Regions from separate parts of the Mus musculus genome. Here region 2 is linked to region 1. A link is a contact called in public HiChIP or PLAC-seq data. All regions are on one chromosome and are shown on one strand. The core of a region is the stretch at or near the end of the contact, and the rest is flanking DNA. Distances in the headings are between cores, read along the strand shown.

Region 1 (6,180 bases), core at 1,385-3,884:
ACAGGAAACAAATAAATTAACTGAGAAGGAAACTATATTACAATGTACTTTCTCCATACCTTGTTTATGTCAAAGTCACTAAAAAAATGGAAATAAAAGCATGGGTTCCTAGGACATCCTTGGGCAGAAACAAGAATGAACTTCAAAAGAGGAGTCACAAATATATTAAGAAAAAACAGGCATGGAGAGTAGCAGGGCAGGGCAGGGCAGGGCATGATGTGAGGCGTTGAGACCCAGCTTTGCCTCTGTCTGCAGCCTTCAGCTCTCATGGCTGCTCACTGGTGGCACCTCTGGAGCATCCAGCAATCTCTTCCTTTGGTTTGCTTTGGATGTGTGCTTTCCCATGGTTGGCTCTTTAGGCTGTTGCATATTCACTAGAGCCTTCACAATGTGGAGGGTAAACAACAACATAAAAAACAAAACAAAAAACCAATGTGGAGGGTTAGGACCTCTGTTAATACCTGAATATCTTTTGGAGGCACATGACTACCAAAATATGCATAATTTCTGATAATATTCATTTTCTGGTATTATATTAAAGGCACTTTGTAAAAGGGAAGACCACAATATTGAAGGACATAAAAAAGGTTTAGAAGATGTAGAAGGTAATTTTCATGTGCAAGAGGATATACTCATGTACCTCTGAAGAAATTGTAATATAACCTGAAGTTTTAAGGAAAAGCTACAGTGTAAATAAGGCCAGCTTTGTGATGCTTTTTTTGTTTGTTTGTTTTTGTTTTTTTCTGGCTGTCCTGGAACTCACTCTGTAGACCAGGCTGGCCTTGAATTTAGAAATCTGCCTGCCTCTGCCTCCCAAGTGCTGGGATTAAAGGCATGTGTCACCACTGCCCAGCGTGATGCTTATTAAATTCTCATAATGCCACATACCCCAATGCCAGGTACCTGATCAATGTTTTGAGGGCATTTTTTCTAAGAAACAACACAAGGAAAGAATGCCTTAACAGATGTCACAATTTTAGTGATAGCCACATGAGAGCCATGTTGTACAACTGCCTGTCCATTTGGGTTCACACCATTCAATTATTGTAAAAGGCATAAGCATTGTTGAGTGTGTGCCTTAGTTACGGTTCTATTGCTATGAAAAAACACCATGACCATGGCAAGTCTTATAAAGAAATCTATTTAGTTGGGGCTGGCTTACATTGTCAGAGGTTCAGTCCATTATCATCATGGTAGGAGCATAGCAGTGAGCAGGCAGTCAAGGTGTTGAAGGAGCCAAGAGTTCTACATCTTGATCTGATTGTACCCAGTACAGGACAGGCTGTCTTCCCTAGGTAGCCACGAGGAGGCAGTCTCCCACACTGGATGAAGCTTGACCATAGGAGCCTCAACACCCACCTCGCTAAGTGCCACACATCTTCCAAGGCCATACCTACCCCAACATTGACACACCTGAGTCGTGCCAATCCCCATGGGCCAAGCACATTCAAACCACCACATTCCATTTCCTGGCCTTACATCCTTGTTTAAACACACAAGTCTATAGGGGCCATCATAGCCACAATGCAAAAGTCCCCATAGTATATCATAGTCTCAACAATGTTTAAAAGTCCAAAGTTCAGAGTCTCTTCTGAGACTTATGCAATCTCTTAACTGTAATCACCTGAAAAAAAATCTCAATCATAATGGAAATTGTGTATTTTCAACATCACAGGATGCACATGACCAGTCCAAAATTATAGTGAGGAAATACTGGACCAAAGCCAGACCAGAAATCAGCTGGGGAAACGCCAAACTCTGCATTTTCATGTCTAATCTCTAACTCCTTTCAGCTTTGGTGACTGAAACACAATTCTTTCTCTTGGCTGGCTCCACTTCCTATTAGCAGTTTTCCTTGGCAGGTATTCTATGGCTCTGGCATCTCTAATATAGTCTCCGAGGCAACTTCAACTTCACACCTTCTTGTTCCAATGTTGGGGATCCACACACATTATCTTCTGGGCTCCTCCAAAGGGCTTGAGTCATATCTCCAGCTCTGCCCTCTGTAGCACTCTGCGCTGTTCTTGGTGATCATCCCTTGGTTTTGGGCTCTCCAGTATGCTCTGGTCTTGTGCTCCAACTAGGCTCCATCAATAGCCTCTCAGGCAGACCAAGAGATCGGGAATGTAAAGGGTAGATGAAAAATAAAAATACATCCCCACCCCTAGGTAATCTAAATGGTTGGATTATAAAGGGAAGGGCCGCTGTGGGAAGCAGGGCTGTAGAAGTTCAGGGTAGGGTCGGGGCATGCCAGCCAACTCTGTAAGCAGTATGGACTGAGGGATGCAGGGAGAAGTTGACAGACAGCCTCTGCGCTGATAAAGTACCCACCTTAGTTTTTTATCCCTGGTTGTAGGACCTAACATTCTGTGCCCAGGAGGAAGAAGGGGAAATACCTACTGTGTGAAGGAGAAGTGCCGGAATGACTTTGCAATCCAGGCACAAGTTCAGCTGCAATGCCAATCTCCACAGCTCTGGGAAAGTTCTGTCCCTGCAAACCACTGTGCATTGTCCCTGTAAGGCACTCTTGACTCTAGAGTGTTAGCGCCTGTCACAGAGGCCTTATTAACCAATCAGAGCCTGGATTCGGACTGCCAGTCAGAACGGAGGCGGGCACTTCCGCCACCATGCTGCAGGTTTGACTGTGAGTCTTAGGGAAGCTCTTGTGGTTCTGTGTGCTGCTTTTTCAACTGCTGCTAGGAGCTGTGAGGAGAGTGGGTGAGCCCGGAATCCGCACCATGGTGAGCGGGGCCGCCGTCCCCACGCGGGGAGGATCTGCGGGAGCCCGGGGTGCGGGAACCGGCGGCGAGACGCGGGGCCCGGTGTGATTCCCTTTGTTCCCCCTGAGGTCCCCTCATCTCCCAGGCGGAGGCGGGACCTCTGATCGACTTAGTTCCCCTCTCTGCGCCTGCGTACAACTTGGGACGCCGGACCTGCTGTCCGCAAAGTGCAAAGCACCATTCAGTGCACGCGCATGCGCGGGTTTCACGGTAGCCAGATTTTCTGACTTGCAGAGCTCTAGTTTCTCTAGAGTCTTCTAGAAGTTCTTCACTTGGCATTTGCCATTCAGGTGTGGGCTCCATCTCCAGTGAATTCTGCGCAGGTGTAAAGTCTGTGCTATTAACACATTCGCATGCAGATGCCACCGTGGTCCAATCCCATGTGTAAGACCAGACTTACTGGGTTACCTACATTAACTGTGTTGCTGTTTCTGAGTGCTCTCTCGTGTTTTGTTGGTCTCTTTCTTTCTCAAACAGCACAGTCTTTATCGCAGGTGTAGGGTAACTTAGAAGCCAGACGGTGTCACTGTGCTGTTTATTCAGCCTTGTGTGTTCATGTTTTCTTTCATGCTGACCTTTTGTCATCGGCTTTCTGTCGTTCATTGCAGAAATCGTTAGACTCTTTAGTGGACGTTTGTTGAATCCATAGCTCAGATTGTGTCCTGCAATAATACTGAGACTTCTTGTCTACAATCTTGCAATTTCTCTCCTTTGATTGAATTCGTTGATTTTTTTTTTTTTATTATATATTTATAGTTTTGGCAACCGATATTTGTCCCACTTCTGTGTATTTCTGGCCATTTTATCCATGGTGACATATAAGAGATATGGGGATCTGTACTTTTAATTTACTACATTTGTTTCTTGTACACAAGTGTTTGGCTTTCTTGTATTTGTGTTTATCAGTTGGGTGTTTGGTGTCCATAGAAGACCAAAGAGGCCATTAGATGTCGCCACCAGGATCTAGGAATAATTTTTTACCACCATGTTAGTGCTGGGAACCAAACCCAGCTCTTCCACTAGAGCAGAAGTCTTAGTTGCTGAGCCATCTCTTCTGTCTTAAACTTGACAGACTTTGAAAAATTTGCATGTGAGTGTGCCCATTTCACAGGCTGAAAACTGAGGGTTAAGGTGATTGAGGTTTGTTAAAAGTCTTGTGTTTGGGAGTTGGGAGATGTCTCAGAGGTACTGTTTGAGACTCGGTCTGTTTGACACAAGCTAGAGTCAGACTGGCCTGTGGGCAAATGTGTAGGGTATTCTCCTGATTAATGATTGATATAATAGTGCTTACCCCACTGTGTTTGGTGCCACCATGGCCACCAGTCAAGATCATTTGTACTTTTGTGGCTAGGAACAATTGCTGAGGACCAGCCTCAGTTGTTTTGGGGTTCTTGAGAATGGGAGGATTGGACCAGTGTGAAGTCAAGAGTCTCAGGCAATGATGCAGGCTCAAGCTGACAGGTGACTCATAGTTGTTCAGAAGCTGAGCTCAGAGACAGCTTTCTGGTTTGTCTTTTCTTTTTCTCTCTGAGTTCATCTCAGGCTTTTATTGGTTACACACTTCCTTGTTATGCAGTAATACATAATCCAAAGCCTTTTCATTACTTTTCTCAAGCACATTAGTTTTTCTGAAAAACCTCATGTAACTATGCCACCAGAAAGCATAATGCACACCCAAAGACACAGTTTAGTGTCTGCTAAAGCAAGTTTTACATTAACCTTTATCTCTCAGAAAAAACTCCACATCACAGGTCATCTAGGCATGAACATATGGTTATAGCATTAGCATGAAAACAGAATGGTGCCTAAACAGGTCAGGATAATGTTAATATTTTTAACTTGTCTAAAACTTGCAAGATCTCTTTATTAAGATATATTCATTTATATATCTATTTCTACAGTACTTTCCAAACTTTTCTTCATATGCAATATTCATTCCTCTTGCAACTTCCCCTAGGGCTCCTTCACAAGCCCAAATCCTATCTCTTAAAACTTGTACTCTAATTTCCTTAGGCAAATGATGCCAGGGGAGTCAAATCATTATGTTCCTATCTTTCCAGGAAGGTCAGCTCACTAATCCAATAGATCCAGCTATTACTTCCTCTGTCTTGTCCCTTGTATTTTCTATGGACAGCCCTGCCCCTAGGCCCAGTGTTCCTTTTCCTTGCCTGTCCTCCTTGCTTCCTGAGGATCACCTATAGTACCCTCAGCTGTACCTCCAGCAGCAAGTCTGCATACACACTGCTATGCTTTCCACCATGAGGATAATGGACAAAGCCTCTGAAACCATTATCAGCCCCAATAAAATGTTGTCCTTTATAAGAGTTGCCTTATTCATGGAGTCTCCTCAGAGCATTAAAACCCTAACTAAGAAGTTGCTACCAGGGCCTGCGGTATTGCTGTGATAGGCCTGACCATGCTTTTGTTTGAGAGATGTAGATTTTGGGACTTTGGATTAGGAAAGCAGTGGAATGCTTTAAGTGGGATTTAATGGGCTAGAAGCATGGAAGACAGTGGTGCTGAGCATAATTTGAATTCTGGGTGCCTGGCTCAAGTGATTTCATAGGGGAAGAATTTTAATATGTTTTTTAGACATTGTCCTTGTGATATTTTGGTGAAGAGTGTGACAGCTTTTTGCCTATGTCTGAAGAGGCTGCTTGAGGCTAAGGTGAAGAGATTTAGAATAATTACTTTGGCAAAGGAAATCTCAAAACAGCCTAGTGTAGACTCTGTTCTGTGGTTCACTCTTAGTAAGAGAACATTTTACAAAGGAATAATATGAGCAAGGACAGATACTGAAAGAACCTAGTGGGGAAACCCCCACTCAACTCCCGATTCGGCGTGCACCCAAGAATCACGAACAGATCGTCTTGATGTAAAAACACGAGGTAGTTTAATGGTGGAACTCCGGGTCAAAATGTATCTCATGCAGGAGACAGTGGATTCGACCACGAGGCTTGGAAGCCAGGGGTTTTTATAGAAAAGGGGCTGGGACTGGGGGAGGAATTGGCGCAGTTTCACATGATTGGTTCATTTAAACATCAGCAGACTGTAAATGCAGATAACATTTAACTTAGGTCAGAAGGGCGGGAGATAGGGAGGCTCCAGGCCAGTCATTCTCTTTATCTTTATGGCCAAGCAGCCTCAGGAATGTCTTAAGGATGGGCCTGCCTGGGCATGTCCTGGCCTGTTCTGCTATGTTCTCAGCCCCAGGTTTCAAAGCTCACTAACAACTCTTTGGGCTATTTGACATAAATTACATGAATCACAGGTCTCAAGTTTTATTTTCTTTCAATACAAAATGTATGTTCAAGCATTAAAGGGGCACCAGGAAGTGGAATGGAGCTAAATCCTGTGTTCAAGCAGATAAATAGATTGAAGATATTAAGTGGAAATAAGG
Region 2 (6,180 bases), core at 1,570-4,069, 660 kb before region 1:
GTGCACGTCACTTCTGGTGAGGGGAACACTGATCCGGACAGATGGCCTGGAGGAGCCGTTCTAATCCTTTTAGCTCATTCCCTAATACTCCCGTGTGTGGGTCACCTCCCTCAGGCTCCTGCTGAAGGTGTCTCAGCCATGGCAGGGTCAGTGGATGAAAAAGAGGCCGAGGACTGGAGCCCAGCCCCTCCGATGTATGAGGAATACCGGCCACCCGCGCTGGATGCCATCCGCCTGCCTCGCTATGCCCTGTATCTGCTGATGGCCGCTATCCTGGTGGTGGCCGTGGCCTATGCCATTGTTGGCCACCTCATCAAAGATCTAGCTCATGACCTGGCTGGTGAGCCACTTTCCTGCCTAATCCATCCTGGGCTGGGGTCACAGGTGGCATGGGATGGAGCTCCGGTCTAGGCCAGGGTCGGCCCAAGGGTGGTCGTGGCCAGATCAAACTATGGCATGGGCGTGGCCAAGGTCAGGGGGAGCAGTGGGCTTGGTCAGGGTTTCCGCGGCCAGTCACGACCTCACCAGCCACTTGTCCCTGCAGACTGGGCCTTTGGCCCTAAGCCTGACCAGGAGGAGGAAGGTTCCCGGGAGCTGCGGGCCAGCTTGGCTGCAGAGGACCTGGAAGAACTAGATCTTCAGCTGGCCCTGGCCTGGCGTGGGGAGGATGACCCTGCCCGTGCTCCTCGCCGCACCTCCATTGCCTTCAAGGACCCGCCGGTGCAAACCAACTTTTGGAGGCTGGACTGACCTGGAGGAGTGGCATGTGTGACACTGGTGGGCCTGGCAGTTCCCTCTGCCTCAGTTGGACCACCTGTGTATGTGACAACATAGGGTTTGGCCAGGCTGAAACTCAAAACTCCCCTCCTGGGCTGGAGTGCTCTGATTGCAGACTCCACTTACACTTTATTGACTTGGAGACAGGTTCTCCATGTAGCCTAGGCAAGCCTTGAACTTGATACATAGCAGAGGACAACCTTGAACTCCTGATCCTCCAGTCACCATCTCCTGAACGCTGGGATGACAGATCTGGGCTTCTGTGATACTGAGGAGAGCCCAGGGTCTCCTCCAAGGCTGTGCCAGCCCGAGGCCCTGACAGCTTCCTTTCTTCCTTCCTTCCTTTCTTTCCCTCTTTCTTTCTCTTTTGGTTTTTCAAGACAGGGTTTCTCTGCGTAACAGCCCTGGCTGTCCTGGAACTCAGAGCCATCACCTGCAACATTTTTTCCTATGGATAATTCCTTACACAGTGTTTGCTGAGAGGAGAAAAGAGTGAGGCCAAATTCACATATAAATTAAAAGCCTATCTGACTATCCAAGTGCCATGACCTTTTTGTCTCAGCCCTGTCCCACACGTTCTCACAAAACCCTCCTGGGTGCTGTCGATGAGCCCAGTAGCACAGACTGGAAACTGAGGCAGGCCACTGAGAAATGTCTGGGTGAAGGTCCCTCAGCTTATTGTCACACACAGCACGGAGTAACCAAGCTGTCATCCTCAGCATTCAAGAGGCTGAGGCAGGAGGATGGCACATTCCAGGCCAGCCTGGACTAGGGAGCATAAGGAACCATGTGTGGTAGGTCCTCTCCACAGGGCTTCCCCCACCTCAGCTGGTGGGCATGTCAGTCTGGGCTCCTGACATCCCACCTGGGCTCAGATCTCTCAGCTCAGGACTCCATGAGTATACAGTAGGAGCTTAATATAGATAGGCATGCCTGGTTGGGTTCCTGGTGACATCTTTAATCCCAACACTCAGGAGGCAGAGGCAGGAGAATCTCTCTGAGTTCGAGAGTCTACAAAGTTAGGTTCCAGGACAGCCAGGGTTACCGTGTCTCAAAAAACCAAAATCAGGAAAAAAAAGCCAAACCCTTTTTCCAAACTGTGTGAGACCTGCCTCAAGCTTGGTATGTAGATGAGGATGACCTGGAATTCTTCATTCTCCTGCCTCCACCTCTGAATGCTGAGATGACAGGCATGTATCATCCCACCTCGTTTCTGGGGTGCTGGGGATGGAACCCAGGGCCTCATGCAAGCTGGGAGACTGCTCTGCCTCTGAGCTACAGCCCAGCACACAGTTTTATTTCTGAGACAGTGTCTTGCTCTGGAGGTCAGATAAGGCCTAGACCTAACCATCCTCCTGTCTCAGGCCTCTGTTGTGTGGGAATGACGGGCACATGAGGACATCAGTGCCCCGTTTCCTTGCTGTCTCCTGCACGTGCGCAGGCTGTGGCTGCACCCGTGACACTTCTGGGTGGGGTCCTCCTTTGCCCAGGTGAGGCTTGATATCTAATCAGCTTGAGGCCCAAGGTTGAGGGCAGAAGCCTGTGCCCTGTCTTTGTATGTTGAGATGTCTGGATGCTCTGCAGGCAGGTGTCTCTGCCATTGCTTTGAGGGTCCCCCTTCTAGGAACGTGGTGCTCCCTGCCTCCTTTGCAGCCTGGTGCTCACAGAGCTGCCAACCCCACTGGGCTGACCTACTAGACACAAAGTTGCCAGGCTTGTCCCAGCCACCAAGCCTGACTGCCACACTTGGTTGTGTGCACGTGACAGCGTGGACGTCCCATCTGTGCAGCCTGACTTCTTACAGAGGACTCTAAGGACCTGTCCCTGGGGCTGCTGGTCTCCAGGGAGGGGTGCAAGGTGCGGGGGAAGGGACAGTCTAGGTTAATATTAAACTAGCCGCAGACTCTGCCCTCCAAAGATGCAGGGGTCTGATGCCAAGCAGGCATGGGAGGCTGGGCCACAGACGGCAGGTTCCCCACCCCGCCCCGCCCAATCACTGTCTTAACCCCACCCGAGCCCTGTGCAGCTCACACCTGCAGCTGAACGTCGGCCCATATCCAGTGTGCTGGCCATGGACACCTTGGGCAGGCTGCTGCTGCTGGCTACACTGTTCCTGACACCCGCTGAGGCCCAGCAGGGTAGGACTAGGGTGTGGAGCCCGCGCTGGGTGGGTGTTAGGAACTGGGGCAGGGGCTCTTCAGCATCTCATTTCCCATTAGGAGAAACTAAGGCAAGGCAGGAAGAGGAAGTGAAGAGGGCACTGGTGGGGACGAGTGCTCTCCAATGACTCCTTCTGCCCTGTCTCTGATCTAACATCCTTCTCCCCTCTCAACGCTGTAAGCTAAGGCCACTGCCCTTTTCCAGCTGGTCCTCTCAGCTCCTTCAAGGCCTCTCTGAGCTATCCCCCCCCCTCGCCGCCCCCACTTCCCCCGCCTCCTCAACTACTTTATCTAAAAGCCTCACCCCTTAGAAGCCCAGCTTCTCCGGGAGGCGCGGACCTCCTTTACAACCTCTGCCCCCTAAGCCCCTGGCAGCTCCTAGTCTTGGACGTTCTTCCTGATTCCCACCTCTTTACGCCTTTTCTAAGCCCCGCCCTCCAAGACCCGCCTCTTTCCGTTAACGTCTTCCCCTCTCTCCCGCAGACCCCTCTGCTCCCAACAGACCCTTCTTTTTCCCTCTCGCAGAACCCACTTCCCCTGCAGGCTCCCCTTCCCCCTGCAGACCCTTCGTTTTTTGTGTCTGACTTGTCTTGTCCTTTGCAGCCTCAGAGCGCCGCCTGAAGCCTTGGCTAGTAGGCCTGGCTGCAGTAGTGGGCTTCCTGTTTATAGTCTTCATCCTCATGCTGGCCAATCGTGTCTGGTGCGCCAAAGGCAGGTGAGGACCTGCCCCTGTCCCACGCAGGGCCTCCTTGACCTCCCCGCCCTTCTGTGCTCCCTCCCAGGGTCAGCCTGGAGGTCATCTTGCTTTGCTGCCCTGTTGATCCCTTCTGATTCTTGGCGTTCATGACCTCAGTTGGGGATACTGAGGCAGAGAACAGCTCTTGTATCAATGTTTCTATTTGTGCAGAGCAGAGGATGAGGAGGCTACATTCAGAATGGAGCACATTATGAACGAGAACTCACAGCCAAGGTACCCTGTGGGTGATTCCCCCCAGACAGTCCTGAGAGGCCCAGCTGGGGGGAGGGGACAGTGTCCAGCAGGTGGACTCTGGGTGGGACTCTCTAGTGCAGATTCTGGGTCTGGGAGAGGAATAGAAGTGGGGGAGAGTTGGCATGGGCAGCTGGAAATACAGCTGAGCCCTGTGAACCTGAGAGGGTCCTGAGGAAGGAAGGGAGGGCTAGAAGGAGAGGCTGGGGCTACCTGTACCCAGAACTGCAGAGAACACAGCTACCTACCCTGTGACGACGCATGGTTTCCTGTACACCATGACCGTCACTCTATCGTAAGTGACCCACTCATTAACCTATCCACCCACCCATCCATCCACCCACCCATCTACCCACCCGTCCACCTATCCATCCACCTATCCACACATCCATCCATCGACCCACCCACCTATCCATCCACACATCCACCCATCTACCCACCTATCCTCCCATCCACCAATTCATCCTTTTCTTTCCATGGAGTGAACATTTTCTTTTCTGTGGGGTCATCCTGAGATCACCGCAGCCCGGAGTCCGTCCTCACCTAGCCTGATAAGGTGGCTTGGTAAGCAGTGACCCTCTCTCACTGCGGCACTGTAACCCTACAGTAAAGCAGACAAGAAGCAGAAGAAGAAGGTGGACAGGAAGGGCGGACAGAGCAACGAGGCCTTGGAACTAGAGGAAAAGGAGTCCTCAGATGAGGAGAGAGGCAAGAAAACAGCTTTGTAAAGCATCTTGTCACCTGGGGGTGCTTCATCCACACACCTCAAGTTGCAGCCACCACCTGAAGCCGGACTGGTGTCATCTGGGTCTGAAAACTGTCCTCATATGAGGAGGTCAGCTCTGCCTATGGCCTCCATACTCACCCCCACCTTCCCCTGACACTCACCACTGGCCTGGTGTCCACTCCTATTCATCTGTCCCCCTTCTGCATCCTCTCTCACATCCAATCTGCCCCCTCCAGGCATGCTCCTGGTGTCACCTGACTGTCCCCTATGTCTCTGAGCCCCAGTGCTGTACCCGGGAGGCTTCTACCCTCTGTTTTGGAGGAGAGACACCCTATGGTCCAAGCTCTCTGCCCCATGGTCACCGGGTTCTTTTCTGAGGACCTCATCCAAGGGTCTCCCGTTCTTGAGTTCTCCAGGGCAAGCAGTTCCAGCAATGGCCACGAGGAGGCGGTGTCACCTCTCAGCACCTTCCTTTAATAAAGGTCCCTAATGCTGTAGTCCCTTTGTGTAGGCTTAGGCCAGAGCCTGGATCAGGGGTCCTTGGCCACTGAGAGCTCTGCCTGGGCTCAGGCTGTCCACAGAGGTGTCTGGTTGGTTCTCATGAAGGTCATGATTTTAGACTCATGTCTCAAAAGACAGAGGACTCTGTTCCTCTGCAATGCTGTGGAGCCTTGGGAAGATGGTCCAACCTCTGACATCTGGGGCAGGGACCTGGGATATTTTCTCTTCAGCCCCTCCCACAGAACTAGTGGATCTTAAGGTCAAGAGACCCCAGCTTTTCACTCTAGGTAAGGGGGCTGGGTTCTTTCTTTTTTTTTTTTTTTTTCGGTTTTTTGAGACAGGGTTTCTCTGTATAGCCCTGGCTGTCCTGGAACTCACTTTATAGACCAGGCTGGCCTCGAACTCAGAAATCCGCCTGCCTCTGCCTCCTAATTGCTGGGATTAAAGGCGTGCGCCACCAAGCCCGGCTGGTTCTTTCTTATTTTGAGACTGGGTCTCATGTCAGCCAGGCTGGCCTCCAGTTGCCCATGAAGCTAAAGATGATTCTGAGCTCCTGATCCTCCTGCCCCGGGACAGGCCTAAGCCACCATAGCAGTTGCTATAGCTCATGCTGGGATGGAGTCCAGGATACTGGCCCAAGGCAGAAATTACTTTCCCTGAGCCTAGGCAGTGAGCCCACAGCAGGAGGGGCCACATGGTGGGCCTGGGCTTGTGAACACAGGTGACAGCCTCCCACTCCCTGATCCAGCCAGGGCGCTTCATGGACGCACAGAAAGGAAGAACCAAGAGAAGGCGAAGCTTAAGCTTATTTAATTTTTATACATTTTTTTCTTTTTTCTTTTTTTTTTCTTTTTTTTTGCCTTTTATTGAATCTTTTATGGACCCCCTCACTGTTTTTGTTTGTTTGCATAGGGAGAAACGGAACAGCAGGCAGTCAATGGTGCTCAGGCGGGTCCACAAAACAAAACAAAAAGCCAGAAACCAAAATGAGTTTGTAATATACGGTTATGAGTGGAGTATGCTGCGGG

Evidence for each region. HiChIP or PLAC-seq counts read pairs in DNA pulled down with a chosen protein or histone mark.
Region 2: an HNF4G HiChIP or PLAC-seq map of pancreatic cancer cells shows a contact between it and region 1. The contact joins the promoter of Smim24 here to the promoter of Zfp873 in region 1. A contact is called at or near these places in 1 of 39 promoter capture datasets (pre-B cells) and 2 of 115 datasets of contacts at active chromatin or transcription factors (large pre-B cells and pancreatic cancer cells).

Annotation. Positions count from the first base shown.
Region 1 is chr10:82,045,489-82,051,668 of GRCm38.p6, forward strand. It overlaps Zfp873 (zinc finger protein 873), which reads left to right and starts at 2,635. Exons shown (of 4, transcript NM_001319203.1): 1 at 2,635-2,741. The coding sequence starts at 2,739. Gm46195 (a long non-coding RNA gene) reads right to left here and starts at 2,560. Exons shown (of 2, transcript XR_001779681.1): 1 at 2,401-2,560; 2 at 959-2,098.
Region 2 is chr10:81,390,245-81,396,424 of GRCm38.p6, forward strand. Smim24 (small integral membrane protein 24) reads left to right here and starts at 2,820. Exons shown (of 4, transcript NM_001099917.1): 1 at 2,820-2,915; 2 at 3,540-3,651; 3 at 3,844-3,906; 4 at 4,532-4,835. The coding sequence starts at 2,849. The coding sequence ends at 4,652. Gm48552 (predicted gene, 48552) reads left to right here and starts at 73. Exons shown (of 2, transcript NM_001384181.1): 1 at 73-340; 2 at 545-1,311. The coding sequence starts at 139. The coding sequence ends at 750. It overlaps Nfic (nuclear factor I/C), which reads right to left. Exons shown (of 10, transcript NM_008688.3): 10 at 5,947-6,180. It overlaps Gm48551 (predicted gene, 48551), which reads left to right. Exons shown (of 6, transcript NR_168929.1): 5 at 115-340; 6 at 545-1,311.